Linked DNA regions of Triticum aestivum: region 1 is linked to region 2. The links are chromatin contacts, called in public HiCAR-type maps. All regions are on one chromosome and are shown on one strand. Each heading gives the region's core, a stretch centred on a gene start, on an enhancer-like site or on the middle of the called end of the contact. The rest is flanking DNA. Distances are from core to core; before and after follow the strand shown.

The links. HiCAR-type assays count read pairs that join an accessible place to other places.
Region 1: a HiCAR-type map of leaf shows a contact between it and region 2, with 4 times the contacts expected there. The contact joins the promoter of LOC123069734 here to the promoter of LOC123069721 in region 2. A contact is called at or near these places in 2 of 5 Hi-C or Micro-C datasets (leaf and an unstated tissue) and 1 of 1 datasets of contacts at active chromatin or transcription factors (leaf).

Annotation. Positions count from the first base shown.
Region 1 is chr1A:581,208,170-581,214,209 of IWGSC CS RefSeq v2.1, forward strand. LOC123069734 (solanesyl-diphosphate synthase 2, chloroplastic) reads left to right here and starts at 4,616. Exons shown (of 6, transcript XM_044492673.1): 1 at 4,616-5,174; 2 at 5,325-5,470. The coding sequence starts at 5,021.
Region 2 is chr1A:581,062,549-581,068,566 of IWGSC CS RefSeq v2.1, forward strand. LOC123069721 (protein REDUCED WALL ACETYLATION 3) reads right to left here and starts at 4,184. Exons shown (of 16, transcript XM_044492661.1): 1 at 3,794-4,184; 2 at 2,839-2,930; 3 at 2,515-2,643; 4 at 2,360-2,416; 5 at 2,195-2,267; 6 at 1,495-1,653; 7 at 838-987; 8 at 470-725; 9 at 264-385; 10 at 1-53. The coding sequence starts at 3,826.

The DNA of each region.
Region 1 (6,040 bases), core at 3,366-5,865, 150 kb after region 2:
ATGTCTCTTACTGATTTACCGCTATCGTTTTGGGGTTATGCTTTAGAGACAGCCGCATTCACATTAAATAGGGCACCATCGAAATCCGTTGAGACGACGCCTTATGAACTATGGTTTGGCAAGAAACCAAAGTTGTCGTTTCTTAAAGTTTGGGGTTGCGATGCTTATGTGAAAAAACTTCAACCTGATAAGCTCGAACCCAAATCGGAGAAATATGTCTTCATAGGATACCCAAAGGAGACTGTTGGGTACACCTTCTATCACAGATCCGAAGGCAAGACATTCGTTGCTAAGAATGGATCCTTTCTAGAGAAGGAGTTTCTCTTGAAAGAAGTGAGTGGGAGGAAAGTAGAACTTGATGAGGTGACTGTAGCTGCTCCCTTATTGGAAAATAGTTCATCACAGAAACCGGTTTCTGCGATACCTACACCAATTAGTGAGGAATTTAATGATGGTGATCATGAAATTTCAGATCAAGTTACTACTGAGCCTCGTAGATCAACCAGAGTAAGATCCGCACCAGAGTGGTACGGTAATCTTGTTCTGGAAGTCATGCTACCAGATCATGATGAACCTACGAACTATGAAGAAGCGATGGTGAGCCTAGATTCCGCAAAATGGCTTGAAGCCATGAAATCTGAGATGGGATCCATGTATGAGAACAAAGTATGCACTTTGGTTGACTTGCCCGATGATCGGCAAGCAATTGAGAATAAATGGATTTTCAAGAAGAAGACTGACGCTGACGGTAATATTACTGTCTACAAAGCTTGACTTGTCGCAAAAGGGTTTCTGCAAGTTCAAGGGGTTGACTACGATGAGACCTTCTCACCCGTAGCGATGCTTAAGTCTGTCCGAATCATGTTAGCAATTGCCGCATTTTATGATTATGAAATTTGGCAGATGGATGTAAAAACTGCATTCCTGAATGGATTTCTGGAAGAAGAGTTGTATATGATGCAACCGGAAGATTTTGTCGATCCAAAGAGAGCTAACAAAGTGTGCAAGCTCCAGCGATCCATTTATGGACTGGTGCAAGCCTCTCGGAGTTGGAATAAACGCTTTTATAGTGTGATCAAAGCATTTGGTTTTATACAGACTTCCGGAGAAGCCTGTATTTACAAGAAAGTGAGTGGGAGCTCTGTAGCATTTCTGATATTGCATGTGGATGACATATTACTGATTGGAAATGATATAGAATTTCTGGATAGCATAAAGGGATACTTGAATAAGAGTTTTTCAATGGAAGACCTCGGTGAAGCTGCTTACATATTGGGCATTAAGATCTATAGAGATAGATCAAGACGCTTAATTGGACTTTCACAAAGCACATACCTTGACAAAGTTTTGAAGAAGTTCAAAATGGATCAAGCAAAGAAAGGATTCTTGCCTGTGTTACAAGGTGTGAAGTTGAGTAAGACTCAATGCCCGACCACTGCAGAAGATAGAGAGAAAATGAAAGATGTTCCCTATGCTTCAGCCATAGGCTTTATCATGTATGCAATGCTGTGTACCAGACCTGATGTGTGCCTTGCTATAAGTTTAGCAGGGAGGTACCAAAGTAATCCAAGAGTGAATCACTGGACAGCGGTCAAGAACATCCTGAAGTACCTAAAGAGGACTAAGGATATGTTTCTCGTATATGGAGGTGACAAAGAGCTCATCGTAAACGGTTACGTTGATGCAAGCTTTGACACTGATCCGGACGATTCTAAATCGCAAACCGGATACGTGTTTACATTAAACGGTGGAGCTGTCAGTTGGTGCAGTTCTAAACAAAGCGTCGTGGCGGGATCTACATGTGAAGCAGAGTACATAGCTGCTTCGGAAGCAGCAAACGAAGGAGTCTGGATGAAGGAGTTCATATCCAATCTAGGTGTCATACCTAGTGCATCGGGTCCAATGAAAATCTTTTGTGACAATACTGGTGCAATTGCCTTGGCAAAGGAATCCAGATTTCACAAAAGAACCAAACACATCAAGAGACGCTTCAATTCCATCCGGGATCTAGTCCAGGTGGGAGACATAGAAATTTGCAAGATACATACGGATCTGAATGTAGCAGACCCGTTGACTAAGCCCCTTCCACGAGCAAAACATGATCAGCACCAAGGCTCCATGAGTGTTAGAATCATTACTGTGTAATCTAGATTATTGACTCTAGTGCAAGTGGGAGACTGAAGGAAATATGCCCTAGAGGCAATAATAAAGTTATTATTTATTTCCTTATATCATGATAAATGTCTATTATTCATGCTAGAATTGTATTAACCGGAAACATAATACATGTGTGAATACATAGACAAACAGAGTGTCACTAGTATGCCTCTACTTGACTAGCTCGTTAATCAAAGATGGTTATGTTTCCTAACCATGAACAAAGAATTGTTATTTGATTAACGGGATCACATCATTAGTTGAATGATCTGATTGACATGACCCATTCCATTAGCTTAGCACCCGATCGTTTAGTATGTTGCTATTGCTTTCTTCATGATTTATACATGTTCCTATGACTATGAGATTATGCAACTCCCGTTTACTGGAGGAACACTTTGTGTGCTACCAAACGTCACAACGTAACTGGGTGATTATAAAGGAGCTCTACAGGTGTCTCCAAAGGTACATGTTGGGTTGGCATATTTCGAGATTAGGATTTGTCAATCCTTCTGACGGAGAGGTATCTCTGGGCCCTCTCGGTAATACACATCACATAAGCCTTGCAAGCATTGCAACTAATATGTTAGTTGTGAGATGATGTATTACGGAACGAGTAAAGAGACTTGCCAGTAACGAGATTGAACTAGGTATTGAATACCGACGATCGAATCTCGGGCAAGTAACATACCGATGACAAAGGGAACAACGTATGTAGTTATGCGGTCTGACCGATAAAGATCTTCGTAGAATATGTAGGAGCTAGTATGGGCATCCAGGTCCCGCTATTGGTTATTGACTGGAGACGTGTCTCGGTCATGTCTACATTGTTCTCGAACCGTAGGGTCCGCACGCTTAAAGTTACGATGATAGTTTCATTATGAGTTTATGTATTTTGATGTACCGAAGGTTGTTCGGAGTCCCGGATATGATCACGGACATAACGAGGAGTCTCGAAATGGTCGAGACATAAAGATTGATATATTGGACAGCTATATTCGGACACCGGAAGTGTTCCGGGGAAGTTTCGGATAAAACCGGAGAACCGGGGGTTACCGGAACCCCCCGGGGGGTTAATGGGCCTCATGGGCCTAAAGTGGAGAAGAGGAAAGGCAGCCAGGGCAGGCCGCGCGCCTCCTCTCCCCCTAGTCCGAATTGGACAAGGAGGGAGGGGCGGCGCCCCCCCTTTCCTTCCTCTCCTCTCTCCCTTCCTTCCCCCTCTCCTACTTGGACAAGGAAAGGGAGGGGAGTGCTACTCCCGGTAGGAGTAGGACTCCTCCTGCGCGCCTCCTACTAGGGCCGGCCGCACCCCCCCTTGGCTCCTTTATATACGGGGGCAGGGGGGCACCCTAGGACACACAAGTTGATCTTCGTGATCGTTCCTTAGCCGTGTGTGGTGCCCCCCTCCACGATATTACACCTCGATCATATTGTAGCGGTGCTTAGGCGAAGCCCTGCGATAGTTAAACATCAAGATCGTCACCACGCCGTCGTGCTGACGAAACTCCTCCCCGAAGCTTTGCTGGATCGGAGCCCGGGGTGTGTCATCGAGCTGTACGTGTGTCAAGAACTCGGAGGTGCCGGAGTAACGGTGCTTGGATCGGTTGGACCGGGAAGACGTACGACTACTTCCTCTACGTTGCGTCAACGCTTCCGCTTCGGTCTACGAGGGTACGTAGACAACACTCTCCCCTCTCATTGCTATGCATCACCATGATCTTGCGTGTGCGTAGGAATTTTTTTAAAATTACTACGTTCCCCAACAGTACTTTCCATTCAATTTTTATGGAAGATCAAGATCTTTCTTTGGTTAAATGTGCACTAACCGGCCAAAAAGAGGGTGGATTGGGAGCACAAAATATGTTGAGTTAATCTACCCAAAAAGAGGGTGAGGGTTGATCATTTATTTTGTCACTACTCTGTGGCCAAATTTATATCGAGTCTCTTATAGTGGACTTTGAGTGTACCTTCTATTGTTGTTCATGTTAAAAATGTTTTTTCCATTTGGCTTCCTCAATTTGGGAAGGAAAAAAAGATGAAGCTCTATGTGGGCATTTCTGCACTGCTATGGTATCAAGACCTGTAGAAGTGTTGTATTGCTTTGCCCGCAAGAGGATGCATGCTTGGTCCTTTTGTGATTCTTCATAAATTTTTCTCTTACAAGTTCTTGGTCAATATTGCAGAAAAACAGGAAGATCAAAGGGACTTGTAGAACGGTGGCAAGTGAGGCGTTCAATACTTCGCATGGATGGCGCCCTGGAGTCATGCGGATTACTAGCGGCTAATGGATGAGAAATGAAGATGTTCTGCTGGCACCACTCTCTGATAGTTTGATCAACTTCATTCTATCCTCTTTTGAAGGACCAAAGAGCAAAAGGCGGTGTAGCAAGTCAAAGTCAGAACTCGGAGGTGATAGAGCCCTCTCTCTCAGACGCACACACGGTCAGGCAGCGGCTGCTTGGCTCGCTGGTGATCAGGGCTTGGGTTCTATGGCCCTCGTGGATCCACAAATCCCCCTTTCTCCTCCTCCGCAAGCCTTCCTCCATATTTTAAAACCTCCCTCCCACCACCACTCCCCCACCGGAGCGGAGCAGCAGCAGCCATCCAACTCCTCCCCCTTTCTTCTCCACGCAAGCGCAAAAGAGGCTTCGTCACCAAATTGGGCAAGATTCTCTCTTTCCCGCACGCAACCAATCGCCAGCCAGCCAGCATCACTCGTCCTGCCGCGGCCGCTGTGCAACCAAGGATTTTTCTGCCGTCCGTGCTTCTTGGGGCCTCCGAGCGCGCGCGCGAGCTAGCCTGCGTCGTCGTTGGTGTCTAGGTTCTTGGATTGGCGGGCGAGCGAGCGAGCTTGCTTGCCGAGATGCTGTCTGTGAGCTCGCCGAGGGTGCACATGAGCCGGAACGTCGTGGATTTGGGCCTGCTGGCCGCCTGCCGCTGCCGCCGCTGGGCCGCGCGCCCGGCGCCCAGGCGGCGCGCGCCATGTGTTTGTTTCGTGGCCGCACCCAGCCAGACAGGTTTGTGTGTCTCTCTTACTACCATGCCTTACCTTATCTCTGCTGGTTGGTTCAGAGACGTTCGGTACAACACACTAAGCAGCACACGTCCTGCCTGTAGTACCACCGTTGCTTGGAGTGAAGCTGACCTATTAAAATTCTTCTATGTAGGTCTTGCGGCGATCGACGTGCCGGCGGCAGAGACCATTGCCAGCGCGGCGGCCGGGACGGCGAGGCTCCCCGAGCGCGTGTCCATCGCTTCGCTCTTGGATGTCGTCTCGGATGACCTGCTCAAGCTCAACAACAACCTCAAATCGGTGAGCGCCTTCTCCAGGTCACATTCTCTTTGGTCTTTGCTAAGCTCACTCAAAATTAAAATTGCTTTGGAGAAGAAGATGCACCCCTGTGTTGTGTAGGCTGTAGACGTATGAATGACTAGTTTCCTTCTTCAGACTCTGTTTGATAGAAGCTCTCATTGCTCATGTTATGAAACTGCTTAGGAGGTTCCTCTGAAATACGTTCGGCCCGTCTTATTCGCACGCTATTTTACTAGCCAGGATTTCCTTGGTCCTGAAATCGATTACAGTTCCTTATACCGTGTGGAAAACAATGTGAATTCAGAACACCTGCAAGTTCAGTCCAAATAATGTATACCAGCAAACCAAAAGGTGGAAAGGCCACGGTTTGAAGGAGATTCTGCTGGGTTTCTAGGTGTATGGTTTCAACTTTGAAGTGTGTGCTGTTTGTTTTCCTACTTCAATCTCGGATTGGGAAGGAGCTGTGTTTCAACCCAGCTTTGGATAGTGTTAATTTTGATTAGTAAACTAATGGCACGACAGTCTTAATTGCTACATACTTACTTCCCTACAATAGACCATGGATAATGA
Region 2 (6,018 bases), core at 2,934-5,433:
GACAACCTAACCTTAGTCTCAGATTCTTCCAGCTTCTCCATCCATCTTTCCACCTGTTCAGTATGTAAGGTTATATACTAGATTAATTTGAGATAAACAAAGGAACAAATACATAAGACAATAACATCTAAGTCTGTCATCATTACTGTAATGTATCAGGAGAGACTCCACAGAGGAAGTTTGTGGAAAGAACTTATCAATATTGACTGTGTATGCATGCATAACGGAAGAAGAGGAATACATATACATATCTGAAAACTTACATTAGGGTGAAAGTAAGCATAGATCATTCCAACAATCCATATGTACCGATCAAGCCCAGATCGGAAATGCCACTCATGCAATAAGGGTAAGTGTGACTTAGAAGGCTCTGGATCTTTATAGCCTACATTGGACAGAAAAAACAAAGATTAATACTCTGATCCATGACTGAGAAGAATATCCACAGAAAAATATATGGACAACTTACCAAGCAGGAACGTAAAGGGGGCCCACAAAATTTCGAATACCCCAGGAACTTCCCATATCAAAATGACAGCCAAGAAGCAGCCAGCAATCTTAATAGCCATAACTGATGGTATCTCATTATACTTGTTAAACAGGCCAAGTGATGCGTACACCATAAGTGTAAATAGGGTGTGCATTGGGCAGATATAGTACAACATAAAATCATTGTCAAGGACAATGCAACAGAAAGCCACAAAGAAATTTAGCCTCCACATCATCTGCGTTAAAAGTGTATTTATTACCCATTAAGTCTCTGACAGATGGTCCAAAAATCAAGAGAATTAAATTTATCATACGCAGAAGCGATAAAGGTTGAGGTAGACTCAGCACCTGTGCAAATCTTGCAATGCTAAAATCTTTCTTGATATAATAGTACGAGAAATTCCCAAATCCAGTCATCCAAACATAGCAAGCAATGAAAACACGAATTGCATTGTATATTTCTGACGCGCCAAAATAGTGGTACATCAGAAATAAGACCTGGAGAGGAAGATTGAATAATTATAAGTTTGTAACATACTTACAGCCAGAATACAGCTACAAAAAACTTACAAAGGACAACAAGTCAACAACAGAAACGGTACTGAAATATTAGTATATGTCTCCGTGGTATAAATTGCTGTAACATAAATGAGAAGAAGACTATCCCGGAACTAGTTTGAATATGGAGTAGCAGACTGGGACAATAATGCAAATACTCTCTTGACTTTAATGCATAGTAAAACTTGGTCTTGCAATATAAGAGAAGTAGACTAGAAACAGTGAAGGCACTAATGAGTGCACTATGTGCACAGCACATGGTGGAAATTTCACTAAATGAGCATCAAAGACATGCTTTGTGTTTCGTGTTGCAAACTGAAAGGATGAATGGCGAAAAAGTGCATCGAAAATGCCATCACACGCAGAATCTCTCAATATCTCCAACCACAGATATGACTAAAATCGCATTTACCAGAAGAACTAAAGCAATGAAGTAAAATCACTAACCTGCATCCACCCTTTCCATTCCTCAGTTTGGTGGCGGTTAAGATAGAGTATGGACTTTCCAGAAAACGCTGATTTCTCCTGGTGCTTCTTAAGTGAAGTAAGTGCTGATGCTATGATAAGAAGAATGTACAGGAACAGAAACAGGTCTCTGTTGTAGTTCTGTCAAAAAAAGGAACAAAGATTATGATACGAGCAAAAAAGAAGCGTACAGGCGTACACATGACAAGCATATATGGTTTTGTTTTGTATAATTCAGGTTTATCCCTACATAGTTGCTTATTACATGAGCACAAGAGTTAGTTTGGCTGACTCAGCTTACAAAATGTTGCAAGCATAAGCCACCATCTATTTGCTACAGGTTCCCAGATGATGGAAAGCTTAAAATTGTTAGATATGCCAAAAAATATGTCACCTGCTTTGCTCTAGCTCTCAGTCTCTAGCTTAATTTAGGCATATCTAAACTAAAGCTAGGCCAGACAAACCATTACAGCTTGCAGGTATTAATTGCTGAAAGATGAATGAGGAAACAAGTCATGGCGGATCATGTAACCAGAAGTAACAATGACACTCCTCGGAGATACGGATAATGTGCATACACTATTTTATTTAAATAACCGACACATGCTACAGTTTATATCTACTCTACTGTATGATACATCATTCAAAATGCATACAGTAAGAAATAAGAGTAACATAGTACCTTCTTGCTTTCTGGAAATATGTTTGTCCGGTCACAAATGTAAAAGTAAACCAGCACAATGCCAAATTCAGCCCTGCAAGATGGTTAGTGGACACATAAGTTTCAATAGCAGATCTCTTAGCTGGAAAATCTAGACTGGACGCAATTAATTCTGCAGGATCTTACATGGCTCTCAGTACAGCACGGTTTTCTAGCAGAAAAGGCTCATCCATTGTTATAAACCTGCAAGCCGCAACGACGTCATGACATAAGCACTCGTCATTTTCATGTGAGACCGTATAATCCTAAAATATGTATCTTATTGTTTATTCATATGATACCGTATTAAATTGGCTTTGGTAGACATGTTCCGGAATTTCGCCGATGGTGATTTCAACTGGCCTCCTTCAATTAATATAGCCTTCTCATCTTCCTTGGAGGTTTCATTTTCCAAAGTAGCATCTGAGTGACTGCAGATGACAAAATAATGGATGATTCGGGCAAAGTTAGGACGGTAGTTGTTCAGCTTCTGATTAACAAAGTAACTGTTGAATTATTTGAAGAAGCAGTATGCGGCTGGCAGTGGGTATGTATATTTAATGACAGCTGCTCGAATCTAAGTTGTAAAGTTAACCAAAAGCAGATATTCTGCTGAGAAATCTTACACTTTCCCATGTAACGAAGACTTCTTGTACTCCAGGATCTCGGAGTAGACCCATGCAATGAGGACTGGGAAAAGACCGAGTAAAAATGACACCTGCAAGGAAGGACAACACCGTGCGTGTTACATAAGCCCATGGCAGCATTGAAAATTGAACCTAGCCGCAATTTGCCAACGCAAACAAAAGCATAAGACTAGGAAACAAAAAGAGCTCAGCCTAAGTTTGGATTTGAGGAGTTAAGCAGCCAACTCCCAGTAAACTTTGCTCTATACTGTCTTCAGGGAAAGGTAGATCTACTGATATATATTCCAGCACAATGAATTTGGCATGGTGGACTGTTTGCTTTGATGTTTTTGACCAAATAAGATGTGGAATATCACAGCTCAAGTGCTGAACTCTAATTTTTCATTTTTGCATAAGTGTGTTCTGCTTTCTTGGATCATAACTGCGTGACACAAAAAGACATTTGTGCCTGGATGTCATGCGTCATGTTGACATGTTGTGAAACTAAATCAGAGCCGGGCCACCAAAGTCGTGAGGTAAGGACCGACTCACGTGACAGGCACACAAGACTACACCTTTGTGGGTACGTGCTGAACTGAATTTAATTCTTGCTCAAGCCCTGGAGCAACCTTAAACCATGGCATTAAACTCGGAACCAGGCTGCTCAGGTACACGTCACGCGTGTCGAGAACAGCTGCGACGCATGAGCTAACCCCGCTACGTAATCCTCTGCAATTTTGGTGGGCAGGGATCCAGGAGGCTCCTAGTGCTTGCTTGCTTAGACAGCAAATTCAGTAGGCTTACACACAAGTACTGCACTAGACGATTTCAAGAGCGGAGCGGGGGAGCTAAAATTGACTCCGGCAAGACGCTTATCTCGGCCGGCGGGGCGGGAATTGCTTGAGCAGCCACGAAATGAGACGAGGGATTGGCGGAGCGGGGGAATCACAGTCACCTGGCCGGGCGTGACGGGGCCGAAGACCTCCATCCCGCGCGAGATCCCGATCCCGATCCCAGCGGCAGCACGGGCAGGCGGGTCAGATCCGGGAGAGAATTGTGCACCAGATGAGTCGTCAGCAGGCCATGCCCCGCGAGCAGGGAAGTTGGACGGGGGAGAGAGACGGACGGCGAGGTCGCGGGCGGGTGGGGAGGAGACTGGGCTGATGGGGATGGGATTTATATATATCTTGCGCAATGGCGGGAGTGGGATTGGAGGCGGAGGGTGGGGAGGTAGGGGGAGGAGGAGATCTGAAGCAACCCAGCGAACGACGGGGCGGTGGCTGGTCGCGGTCGGGCCGGACGGACGGACCGACGGCCGGGGAAGGAAATGATGGGGAAAAGGGAGGAGGGTTGGTCGACGGGATGGTGGGTGGTTGCAAAGTTTGGTGCCACCCCTTTTCCTTTGCTTTTATACTCAGTTTAGTTTAGATTTTTGGACCCCGTCCTCGTGCTCCTTTTTAAAAAAAACAAAACACAGTACACTCGTCCTGCACCCCACCCTTGCTAGCATCTTTGACACAGATTGAGCAGACATAGTATCTTGAGATTTTACAAAGTCACCACAAAGACTCGGGAGTAGGAGCGTGAACATGGACATGGTCATCGGGACCACACAGACTCGTCCTCGGATCACCCTGGCGACGTGTCGTCTGTGGATAAGTGAGGAGCTAGCTGGCTCGAAAGAATCTTTGATTATGTTACAGGGCATGGCTTCTCGGTTATGCTCTGGCAGGGTGCTACCCTATAGTGCAGAACGACGCCTTTGTAGAGCCCGTTTTCAGCTTCACGGCATCTAAATCCTTTGTGAGAAGAGTTTGACGGTTTTTCATGTATCACCTAGAACTCTAAGCTCCCTAGGAGTACTTGCCCTGGACGCATCGAGGGTTTTGGGAAGTGCTCATTGGCTCATTTGTAAGTGGGCAATTCGTTGCTTGAGGCTACTTCGAGAGGTTTGCGGGGGTGTCCTAGTCAATGAACGAAGGCGCTTACTTATTTCCTCTTGACTCATGTGTCATGCCTTTAACGGCTAGTGTATCTCATCTCACGCCCAGTTGGGATCCCACCGCTGAAATCATAGGCGGCATCCCAAAAAGGGGAAACTATGTTCTTGGTTCTCTCCTCTTCCCCGTTCATTCCACTCTCGCTCTTCACCACTCGCCAGTCACCACCATGGCTTCATCTGACCCCTCGCAGGATCTACTTGATTCTCAATCCTTGATTGGTCCACTCTGAATCCATAGCAAAGTTATGCTTCATCCAAAATCCATGGGTGGTTCCTCTTCCTCCCCTTTTCCAAGATCTCCCATGCCCCGTAGGCTGCTACACTCAATTGGGAGGAGGCATGGGCATGTGGCATGCTACCAACAACACTGGGGATGCATGGAGTCTGGCAACTCATGGAGAAAAAATTGTAGCAGCCACATCCCATTAGGAAAACAGTCCAGCGAGGTTTTCATGCACAAGCCCGCCATGCCGACATCCGTGCGGTGAAGGAGGTGGCATCGTGCTCAACTAATGTGTTCTCGTGATTCTCGTTCTGTTGGATTTTTAATGTGTGTTGTGATTGCTTAGATCTGAGTAGTATCCATGGGGTTGTGCTCCATGACTCTACTGCTCGCACCCATCTCCTAGGGGGAGGAAGTTTTGGGAGAAAATCATGTAGGTGTTATACAACTCTATAACCGCATATGTTGTGACTTCTAATTTTAGTCTAGTTTTTTGGATTTAATACAACATACACGTCACCTACGAACACTATCGTGCAAGTCTGGTCCTGATATTTCTTTTACACCATAAAATGGATTTTCAGTGGAACTACGAATGTCTGTTCGTTCAAAGAAGGTGACATCGTGCTCAACTATGAATGATTAATGATATTTTATTTTTCAGCTGCACTTCTCGGTTCCAAAAGAGAGAAACTCTCCACGTCTTGGGCAGACAAGCTCTGAAGTGAAACTACGAATGTGATATATCTTCAGTTAAGTTTTATGTTGTGAACTAATCTGTAGTTGGATGGTTAGAAAGATAGTGGTATTCCCAGCCCAGCAGGGATTCAAGTCCTGGTGCTCGCATTATTCCTATATTTACTTCAGGATTTCAGGTGATGCGTTTTTAATGGGAGAGACGTTTCCATCAACGTTGAGGCGCATACGATGACTTCAGTGGGGTAGTGTGTGTGTG